Regions from separate parts of the Mus musculus genome. Here region 1 is linked to region 2. The links are chromatin contacts, called in public capture Hi-C maps. All regions are on one chromosome and are shown on one strand. Each heading gives the region's core, a stretch centred on a gene start, on an enhancer-like site or on the middle of the called end of the contact. The rest is flanking DNA. Distances are from core to core; before and after follow the strand shown.

What was found. Capture Hi-C pulls out chosen DNA fragments and counts their contacts.
Region 1: a capture Hi-C map of bone marrow-derived macrophages shows a contact between it and region 2, with 5 times the contacts expected there. The contact joins two enhancer-like sites. A contact is called at or near these places in 1 of 484 Hi-C or Micro-C datasets (bone marrow-derived macrophages) and 1 of 9 other capture datasets (bone marrow-derived macrophages).

The regions. Positions count from the first base shown.
Region 1 is chr3:143,908,918-143,913,923 of GRCm38.p6, forward strand. No RefSeq gene overlaps it. Among named protein-coding and RNA genes, the nearest start is that of Gm40160, 37 kb to the left of the region's middle. Within about 2 kb of position 3,629, at least 48 of the 459 cell types and tissues checked have an H3K27ac peak or open chromatin away from gene starts, as enhancers often do. A contact at or near this core is called in bone marrow-derived macrophages, where this site is marked.
Region 2 is chr3:143,649,861-143,654,774 of GRCm38.p6, forward strand. The region is part of intron 2 of Gm33809 (a long non-coding RNA gene); the gene reads left to right. Among named protein-coding and RNA genes, the nearest start is that of Gm33809, 6.5 kb to the left of the region's middle. Within about 2 kb of position 1,736, at least 13 of the 459 cell types and tissues checked have an H3K27ac peak or open chromatin away from gene starts, as enhancers often do. A contact at or near this core is called in bone marrow-derived macrophages, where this site is marked.

The sequences.
Region 1 (5,006 bases), core at 2,379-4,878, 260 kb after region 2:
AGATCTTTACGAGCAAACCACAAGATTTATTTTTAAATGCTTTTTGCTTAATGATTACACAAATATGGATCAATGATTGAGACTACAGAAGGAGAAAATTGAAGGTTTTTTTTTTCCCCACCATCCTCACTACCTTTAAACAACCACTGCAAACATGTTGATATATTTTAAGAGGAATGATTTAGAGTGTGCCGCTTTTCGTGCCTTGTAACCTTCCAATAACACTCAATTTAGAATAAAAAATTGGCAGGAATGCAGTCTTTTCGAAAACCAATTTCTTGTTTGTTTTGCATTTAGGGGGTGGTGGGAGGAGAGATATTATACACAGATATAAACTATGTCAATACAAACATTATCACATTTTAAAATTCATATTTTCATCCTTATTTACCGCAACATTCGAAGAGTGTTTTATAGTCCATTTAAGAAAGTTCCCATGAGGTGTCTTGTTTGATACTTTTCAAGGCTCAGGTTGTGAGGGACTGTTACTCTGCGCGCCTTAAAGACAAGGAAATTGGGAATCTGAAAAATTATGTGAGTCATTCTAAGTCTTTCAGATACTGAGAGTTTGGACGGTAGCCTAGGGTCTCTGACTCAAAGCCGGTACCTGCTAATTATCCTAACTGAGGGGAACTCTGTCTAATTAGGCTTAATAATCTGCACAGCCTCAAAGATATATTAGGAAAGAACACTCAGAGCTCAGGAAACACAGGAACTCAGGCCGAGTGGCTGCTTTTGGTCCTGACAAATCACAGATCTTGTCTGAGGAGGCACGACAAGTCCTGGGGCAAAGGGTGTGGCCCCACAGACCACATTCTCACCCTCTACAGCATGTGAAAAATGGCCATCTTCCTCACTTACAGAAACAGCTTTGATATGGCACATTGACAAAATATGATCTAAATCTCTAAAGGACTTCCTTGAGATGCCTTCCCATGTCAAGAGTCACCTGTTTGGGCTAAACCAGGACCACCTGTGGCACCAGAAGAACGTCTTCTAAGAATCTCCAATGCTTGGCAAAGACAACTCAAGCCAAACCTGACTATTTTGAATGGGTTCCAATAGGATCTTGTTCTGAGTGGGTGGCTGCATCCAGCCATCCCAATGACAGCTTTATGATGAGTTAGCTCATTAATAGCTGGGTGTCAATTTAGATTTTTCAGAGCACATCACCTTCTGGATCAGATTTTATGAGATACTGGGGTGACTGGGTAAGTTCTCTTAGAGAGAGATGGGTTAAGAATCACTGAACTTAGTTGGATGCTCTGGATATTAATGTGAGCAGCTACGTGTGTGTGTGTGTGTGTGTGTGTGTGTGTGTGTACTCGCTCATGTGTGTTTGAGTACATGAACATATATGGGATATCTGTGTTGAGTGTGCATACATACATGCAAGCATGAGAGGCCAGAGGTCCAAACAAGGTGACTTTCTTGAATCTTTTCACTTTATTTTTGAGACAGAGTCTCTCACTGAACTTTAAGCTCCTCAGTTCAGTTAAGCTGGCTGGCCAATCCACCCCAGGGGTCCTCTGGCCCTGGTCTCCCCAGTACAGGTATCACAGGTATGTACTGCCATGCCCAGCTGTAACAGGTGTGCTGGGAATCTCACACAAGGCCTTCTGGGTACCCAGCAAGCCTTTACCACCTGAGCCATCTTCCTCAGCTCCAGGCTGAGATCTTCATCCTAGATATGGTTGTTTTGTGATTGTCAGTTTGAAAGGCTGCCAGCAACAAAGACTCCGGCCACAGGCTCTGTTGAACACAGACTAATTGCTGCCCCAGTCCTCCAGTCTTGACACTCTGAAGATCTCTGACTGAAGTAGCTTCACTCGGCCTCCCCCGAAAGGCCCAGGAAGGAAGCAGGAGTGTCTGTTGCCTCACTAAGAGAAGGTGTGTTACAAGCCAGTTCCCAAGCAAGAGCACAAAGCTCTTCTCAATGTCTCCGCAGCCAGGTTGACAAAGGAACACAACGATGTTCTTCTAAGCTGAGGCTTAACCGAATGATCACTGTTTTTCTCTGAGATGTTTCTGCTTCTCAGCTGGTTCTCAAGGTCTCCACTTAACGTAGACACCCTCTCTTATTTCTTTCCTCGGGTTTGTCTGTCTTACCCAACAATGGACTTGATTCCTCCTTTCTTTCCCTTCACACAACAGAAACAACTACTACCTCCCAATCAGCAATGCCAAACCTTCAAATCCTTTAAGTCTCAAAACTGCCACACCTCTTCCAGGGGGTCTTCCTGGTTTGCTCACTGAAATGGTACCTAGTATCTAAGCCAAACCTTTCCTTCTTTGCCATATCGTGTCTTTTGGTTCGCAGCTGCAAACCCAGCTCCTAACAGTCACAAGAACCAGAGCTTTACAGTGTAGTCACTCAACACACAACATGGAAAGATACAAAAAAGTAAACCTTCATGACATGCCTTGGGATGAAAGTAGTCACAGTGCGACTTACAACATGTGGCCTCTGTCAAGACTAATGATGCCAGGGACCTCAGTTTCTCCATCCAGACTAAGGAATAAGACAGTGGCTGCTTAGTAAGATAAAGAGTTGGAACAATTTTTTTTTTAGGTGACATGCCTAAGCATGTATTAATATGCCAAATTCACCATTAACCCTTGCATATAAAAAGCTCTCTGTCTATAGTAACTCATGCTGCAATTGAGGTGGAGATATATATATATACATATATATATATATATATATATATATATATATATATATATATATAGAGAGAGAGAGAGAGAGAGAGAGAGAGACATACACACACACATATACCCTGTCTATCAAAGAATAGGGTTTGGAGTAAGCGCACACTAGCACTCACATAATTAAACTTTGCTGTGATGCTCATGACCACAGAAACAGGGTGCTACTGGGCCAGGTCTGTGGTCCCCAAGGAAAGATGATTTGACGTGAATTGATTGGAATGGTGTTAGCTAAAATCCATGAAGTTAGTAATCACATACACAGTACCTCCAAAGAGTCCTTTAGTGGTTTTATAATGTACCAACCACAGACGGCTTCAATTTGGTACTGTTATTAAGCAAATAAATGGGTTTTTTAGATATTTAACTTCTAATCATATGTGAGCTTCAGGAAGCTCAATGCTCCAATGGCATCGTTAAATACCTCTTTGTTACAAAGCCATGCTTTGACTTCTGAGGCAAAGTTGAGGGCCTAAATTCAACCCCATTAGTTCATATCTTGCCCAAAATTCAGCTTATAATGAAGCCGGCAAATTAGGTCCCCTGACCATAAACCTCACAGAAGGAAAGCAAGCAGAGCATGAATCAAAAAGGCTTTACACAGCAGTTAGCTATTAGTAACATATAAATTAAGTGTACAATCAAAGGGGGAGGCGTAAGTTTAGTAGTTATGGTCTCAGCGAAACCCAACCCAGCATTCTGAGTGAAAGGGGTGGTAATGATGATGATAAAATAATACCAACGAGAGCTCTTTCATTGTGTTTTTGACAAATGATAAGCCCTGGAACTTGGAGCCTCCTTTTTTAATTCATCGCTGTTATCCTTGTCAGGTTGTACCAAATTGTCACAGCCCATCTGGCTTCCAACCCTCACAGGCTTGCTCCAGACCTCAGCTGGAAGTTTTGAACAATGGGATGAGTCACGGTTAGCCACAAGTGTGAGTCTATTACCACAGTTGGTCTGTGTCACCAAGCTTGCAAAACTCTGCCTGAATCATGTCAATTAAGTTTTGAGCGCTGCTATTTACAGGTTCTTTAATTCTTCCCTAGAGAAATATTGAGGAGGATCATAGTCCACTGCTCTCAAGGGAGGAGTTTGTGAACTTGCTCACGCTCACACGTGGGCGCAACTGATTCCCTACATGCTGGAAGAAGTTAGCATCTCTGGCTTCTATGAAAGCTGCTTCCAGGCTCTGTGGTCTGGTGACCAAATTTATATTGACAGACTCTTTGGGGCTATGGAGGTTTGAGCAAACAGACCACAGCGACTCACTGTACTGAGCACTTGAACCTCCGGACCTATTGTTAAGGCAGGTCTGTTCCAGGTGATGGGAGAGACGAAGTAAATTCAAGAATGATTTTTGAAAAAAATCACCTTACGAACACTGATGAGATTAGCCTTACATTGTCTAAGAAAGCCACAGTAATTCAAGTATACTCGTGCCTCATAATGGCCAATAAATGTTCCTGTCAGAGTTCCAAAAAAGGGGCACAATCAGTACAGAGCATTTCTGTTTTCTATTTTTGTGCCATGTTAAAAAAGAAAAAAAAAGTAAAAATAGCCATCAGACTGATACTCTCCCTCCCCCTCTTTTTGACAATTTGTGGAGAGAAAAAAAAAAAAAAGGTTCGTTCTGAGGCTGAAAGTTTGCATGCCAAGGTTTCACTTGGAACTAATTTTTATGGCTGAGTTAAAAAGACCCTGAAAAAAAGAAAAGTTTCAAATGGAAATGCTGACACAGCTCTGCCCACAGTGGCAAGAAGGGAGGTTCAATAATGCCCGTTTGTACCTTGTTTGCCTAATTGTTGCTTTAGAAAAGGAATCTGGCTGCCTAGCCTTGGGCATCACCCATAGCTTAACCACATCTGTCTACTCATTATTGGGACTATCTGGAGCCTGCAAAAGTTAGCACTGAGCCTTGATTTGAAAGGAACCCAGTAATTCATTGTGGGGCAGGACACACAGAAGCATTCCCTGCCAGGTTTCATTACCCTAGACTCACCTCCACCTAGATGGCGCGGTAACTTCCAACAGAAAGGAGAACAGGAAAGCGTCTTTGTTACTCGTTCTGTACATCGTAATTCTTGGCAATTGTCTACTAATTGTTTTCTAAAACTAGAAATGCCGACGATGAGCTGTTTGTGCAGATGAAATGGCAGTGCAAGTTGTCTGGACACTGGGACGGACGAGGACCGGAGTCAGACTTCCATCCACCATGACGATTTTAAGGTGGCATCCTCTGAGGTTTAATCTGGATGGGGAGAAAGACGGCACTGGGAAGTTTTGAAGCAAGCAAG
Region 2 (4,914 bases), core at 486-2,985:
TACCTGCAGGAATTGACATGTTTCGACAAAGCTGACCTTGGCTTGCCTTCTAGTAACTCACTGTGGTTGAGCAGTTTGGCTTTGCACTCAGGGTTCTGGGACCCCGCCCTAGGCCTATGGCTTTAGAGAGTCCTCCTGACCTTCTTGTCAATGCTGCTCTGCCCCATGAAGTAAAGAATAGATGGAGCAAAGGAGCTAGGCTCGTCCACATTTTGATCACCCATACTGTGTATTCCCAACCTGCCTGCATATCAGGTAGCTGCCACCTAACTCTGAATCTCCCACCTCAAGGAGAAGCCATCCTTCATGCACTTGTGATAGGCCTGCTTCCCAGGTCACCCTTCCAAGAGCACAGCACTCATCATGCCAAAAGAGAGAGGAGAACAGTGCAAATGTTCAGACAAGAACAGGGGCATTCCTGAGAATGGAATGCAGAGAAAGCAGCAGTTGCCACGTCCTTCGGATGAGAGGAATGAGGAAGAGAATCACAGCGAAAACAAGGAAGAAACCTAGTCCAGACACCGGGTGAAAGTAAAAAAGACACTGGTAAAGGTCCTTGGGAAAGATGCTGAGTCTGTAGGCTCTGTTGGAACAATGTTATGAGAACTGAGGAAGAAAGGACAGGATATATTAGTAGAGAGGAAAGAGTACAGAATGACAAAGGGACTGAAGGCTATGCAGAAGGTCACTGGGGGAATGTGCAGACTACAAAGACTAAATGGAAAGAGGCAGAAAATAAGCTGAAAAGAAAGACAGAATGTAGCTGGCATTTGTCACTATTGGTTCCCCTTTGGGGGAGGCAATTTGCATCTGGTTTATTTGGTGGGAACTATTGCACTCCTTTCTGCTAGCTTGGAGTCAGACTGAGTGGCAAGGACAGCAACTGTGTTTGAAGTCCTTGTGCTTTCAGATTTATTCCTACATGGAACAGTCAAGGACCTACTAGGCTCCAATATTCTGGAAGAACTAAGTCTGCTTTGCCCAGTCTGGTTCTACAACCATTACCTCAACATATTGGCAGTACATATCTTTTCAATAGATTTCATATTGGTTATCCAAACTAGAAAAACTGTGAGTGAATTGAAGTTGGAGCTTCATAGCTTAGTTAGTGGAAAGCAGGGTCCTAGTTTTCAAGGGAAAGTTGGGATTTTCTTCAATGCAAGTGAAGGACTCAGGTAGTGTGAATGAATGGTTAAGTCATTTATATCAAAATATCTGGCCATTCTGACTAAGCAGCTCATAAGGAGCTGGAATTCCCTATAGAAGTCAGTATGTTTAATAAGCAGACTTCAAAAGCTAAGGGTAAGGTAGATGCTTCCCTTTTTATTCTATTTCTGTTAAAGTAAATATAGGCTGTCCAATGACTTCATTCTGTTTATTAATAGATATTTGGTTTATAGCACTATCTATTCTTTATCTACTATTGAAAGTGAGGTAGTAGTCATTACTTACATTAAAATGTTCATGGATGTAGACTAAGAGGGTGTATAATTTCTACATGATTTTCACATAATCTTAAATGTTCTGTGGGTGAGTATTAAGGGAAAATCTTTCTAGAACTACTTAAGTGAGAATAAACTTGATCATTCATCCTGAAAATACATACTGACTATGATCCTTAGGGTCAACTTAACAAAGGAATGAGTTTTGTATTTTAAAGGGGGAAGAGAAAGTGGTAATACATTTAGCTTTTGACTTAGTCACTCATGGGTTGTTTGTGATGGTAATTAATGGAGGGTGTTATTCAGACACATATGACAATGACTCATTCCATCAAAAGTTCCTCAAAGGTCTGCCTGCAGCAAAACAATGGTGCACTGTGTTTTGGTTTGTAATTATTCTGACGATTCTAAGATTTGTATTCCATTATTAAAATTTGTTCCGCCTCTTAAAAAGGTGACTATTACATTAATCTGAAAAGACCAGGGTCCCCTATGAAGACTGAGTACAGCTGTGTCCATGTCTTGGTGCTTTCTTTGTGTTAGTTGGAGGGCCACGGATAAAAATGAGCACTTTGTGCCCTTATGGCTTTATTAGCTATTATACTCTGAGAACAACAACCCTGGATGTTTTGAAATTTACAGTTTCCTGGGGCCATTTTCACAAACAGTTTTGACATAGCACAGAATACTTGATCAACTGTCACCCAAGGCGATTTGAAGGAAATACAGGAAAGGGAAGGTCTATTTGACTGTTGACACTGCAAGTTCTTTCCGTTTTCCACAGTAAAGAAAAATCAATACTCCCTTTCCGGAGAAGACCTATAGAATACTCAGGAAAACATTCAAGTCTGCATCATTGAGAACTCTGGACATAGTCACAGGGACACCGAGACGCGCTGGCAGCCCTTTGCAGCTTTCTAGAGGACAACTTAAGTGAGAACTGTAATTGTATGGTCATAGATATCACATCTGACATGATATCCAAGAGAAATGAATTTGGAAACCTACAAGGACTCAATTAGTGAAGCAAGAATGACAAAGTGGTGTTCCAGAGGTCCTTGTTACATGACCTTTCGACAGCTGTACCGGTGTGATGTCAAGGCAGTTACCTAACCATATTCTCTCTCAGCCCTCTCATGTTTAAACAGAGCCAAGATTACCTGCTTCCTAAAATTAACTAATTTCCTTATAAAACGCATGATGAAATTCTTGACTTTTGCTAGAAGTAGCATCGATGCACTGCCCATTCTCCTCTTGTTAGTGCCTTGTATGATCTACTCCCCAGAGAAGGGGATGCCTTGGAGAGAAAGTGAAATTCTTTTTATCAAGAGTAGAAATTTAAAAAGTTGTCAACTATAAAGTATCTACTTTACGCTGGTTTCCCAAATGCATTATTTCTATATTGCGTGATTATGTGACATAAATCTTACCTCTATGTTGCAGATGAAGAAATTAGGGCCCAGAGAGGGTAGATGAGTCCATAATGAGAGAGTTAGTAAGTGAAGCTGAAAGCAACTCTGAGCCAGACTCCAAACACTTTATTCTTTCTACTTCTCGCTACATATTGGTCAGGAGATTTTCATTTAGCTGAACGGTTTTAAAAAACTATATAACACGGGGGCTGGGAAAATGGCTCAGTAGATAAACAAGCTTGCTGCACAAGCATGAGGAACTGAGGGTGGACTTAGTGGTCATGTAAAAAGCTACTTGCTCAAGTAACCTCAACGTGGAGAGCAGCAGAGACAGGAGGCTTATTGGAGTTTGCTGGTCACCGAGCTAGTTACAATTTCAGTGTGAGACTGTCTCAAAGAATTAAGTAGAGAGTGATAAAAAAAGGAGACCAAATAGCATCCTATGAGAGTTCTGCTTGCATATTAACTTACACACACACACACACACACACACACACACACACACACACACACACTATACAACATTAAAAGTGCTTAAGCACAGGAAATGGTTTCCCAATGCATAGTGTTTCTCTTGATAGTATTGGGACTTTTTTTCATACATCTACTCCGTATCAATTATGCATTTTCCCTTGACTTATTTAAAATTACTTGAAGTAAAATTCCAAGCCAAGATAGGTATTTACAAATATTCTTTGATTTAAAAAAATAGTTAATTTCTTTATATTTCACTTGCAAATACTTAAGACAACCAGCCCGTAAGTGCAGTTTCCCGCAGAACTTTCTGCTCAGAAGGGAGCAGGTAGCTGGAGGGATTGAAGTGGGTATTTATACCTTAATTCTCTGGTTTGGCGGGTTAACCCAGAAAGATCTCATATGAATTTCACTTGGCTTCAGGGCGCAGCCGTACGAAGCATTCTCAGTTAATTTCACTACTTGATAAAGAGTCGGGGATGTCTTATCCCAGATCCTTCCATGGGGATTTGTCCTCCACTTCATATTCTTCATTAGGAGATTGAATACATTCTTGCCAGTGTTTATGATACTTGGTGCTTAAATATTATCACCAATAATTGTTTATGTTAATGTGTTCTTGGCATCTCCATGCCCTACGTCCATGCTACGATGATAACTCAGAAAAGCTGATTTTCTATTCTGGATTCTGCACAGATGAGCAGATAGGAAAGTTGCTCCTTTTCTTCTTGCTCTCTCCCTGTGTTCGCTGAGGGACTGCCTGCCCTCCTGTGCAAGAAGATACCTAGGCAATCACAGATGTAAACACCTTGAAGACCATGCCTTACCTTGTCTTTCCCTTTTCCCAAAACAGATCTCTATTTTGGTTGTATATTATCAATCTCAATATAAGTTTGGCCCCGAGGCATATAAATGTCTGGTGTTTTGTTTTTTTGAGAACTTGCAGGGGGAGGAGACAAGCAGCGTTGATTTGAACTTCAATCTTATGTTGAGCAATATTATCCCATGGGTAAAATTAAAACACATTTTCTGACTTTTTTATACCAAGAGACATATTTTGCTATTGGGCTTTCTAGGATACATATCCACCATCTTCCAACAATCATTGCCTACAGAGAGACCATATCTGCCTGGAGATACAGCTCTCTGACTTAAACTTACAAATTCAAGTTTATGAATAAATGCTCTCTCTCTCTCCTCTCCTTTTTTTTTTTTCTTCTTGAATATCCCAGAGAAACATATGGAATCCAATCAATAGTTTCAATCCAATGGGTGTAATGTCATAAATCTAATGAACAAAATCAAATGAATGATGGACCTAGTAAGTAAATGAGAGAAACTGAGTTGATTAATAATGAAGTCTAGTGGGGACCAGCACAGGATGCCATTAAAACATTAAAGAAACCAATGAGACCTCACTCACAGCCAATGCCTTTCTCACAGCAAATGCTTTTCTGCTCCTCTTGCAATGATTGTTTTGTCCACACTCTTGCAGAAGTTCTCATGTGCTGAGAACAGTGGCGAGTGCCTGCCACCTTGTCATGTCACTTTCAAGGTAGAGGCATGAAAATCAGAAACTCAAAGCC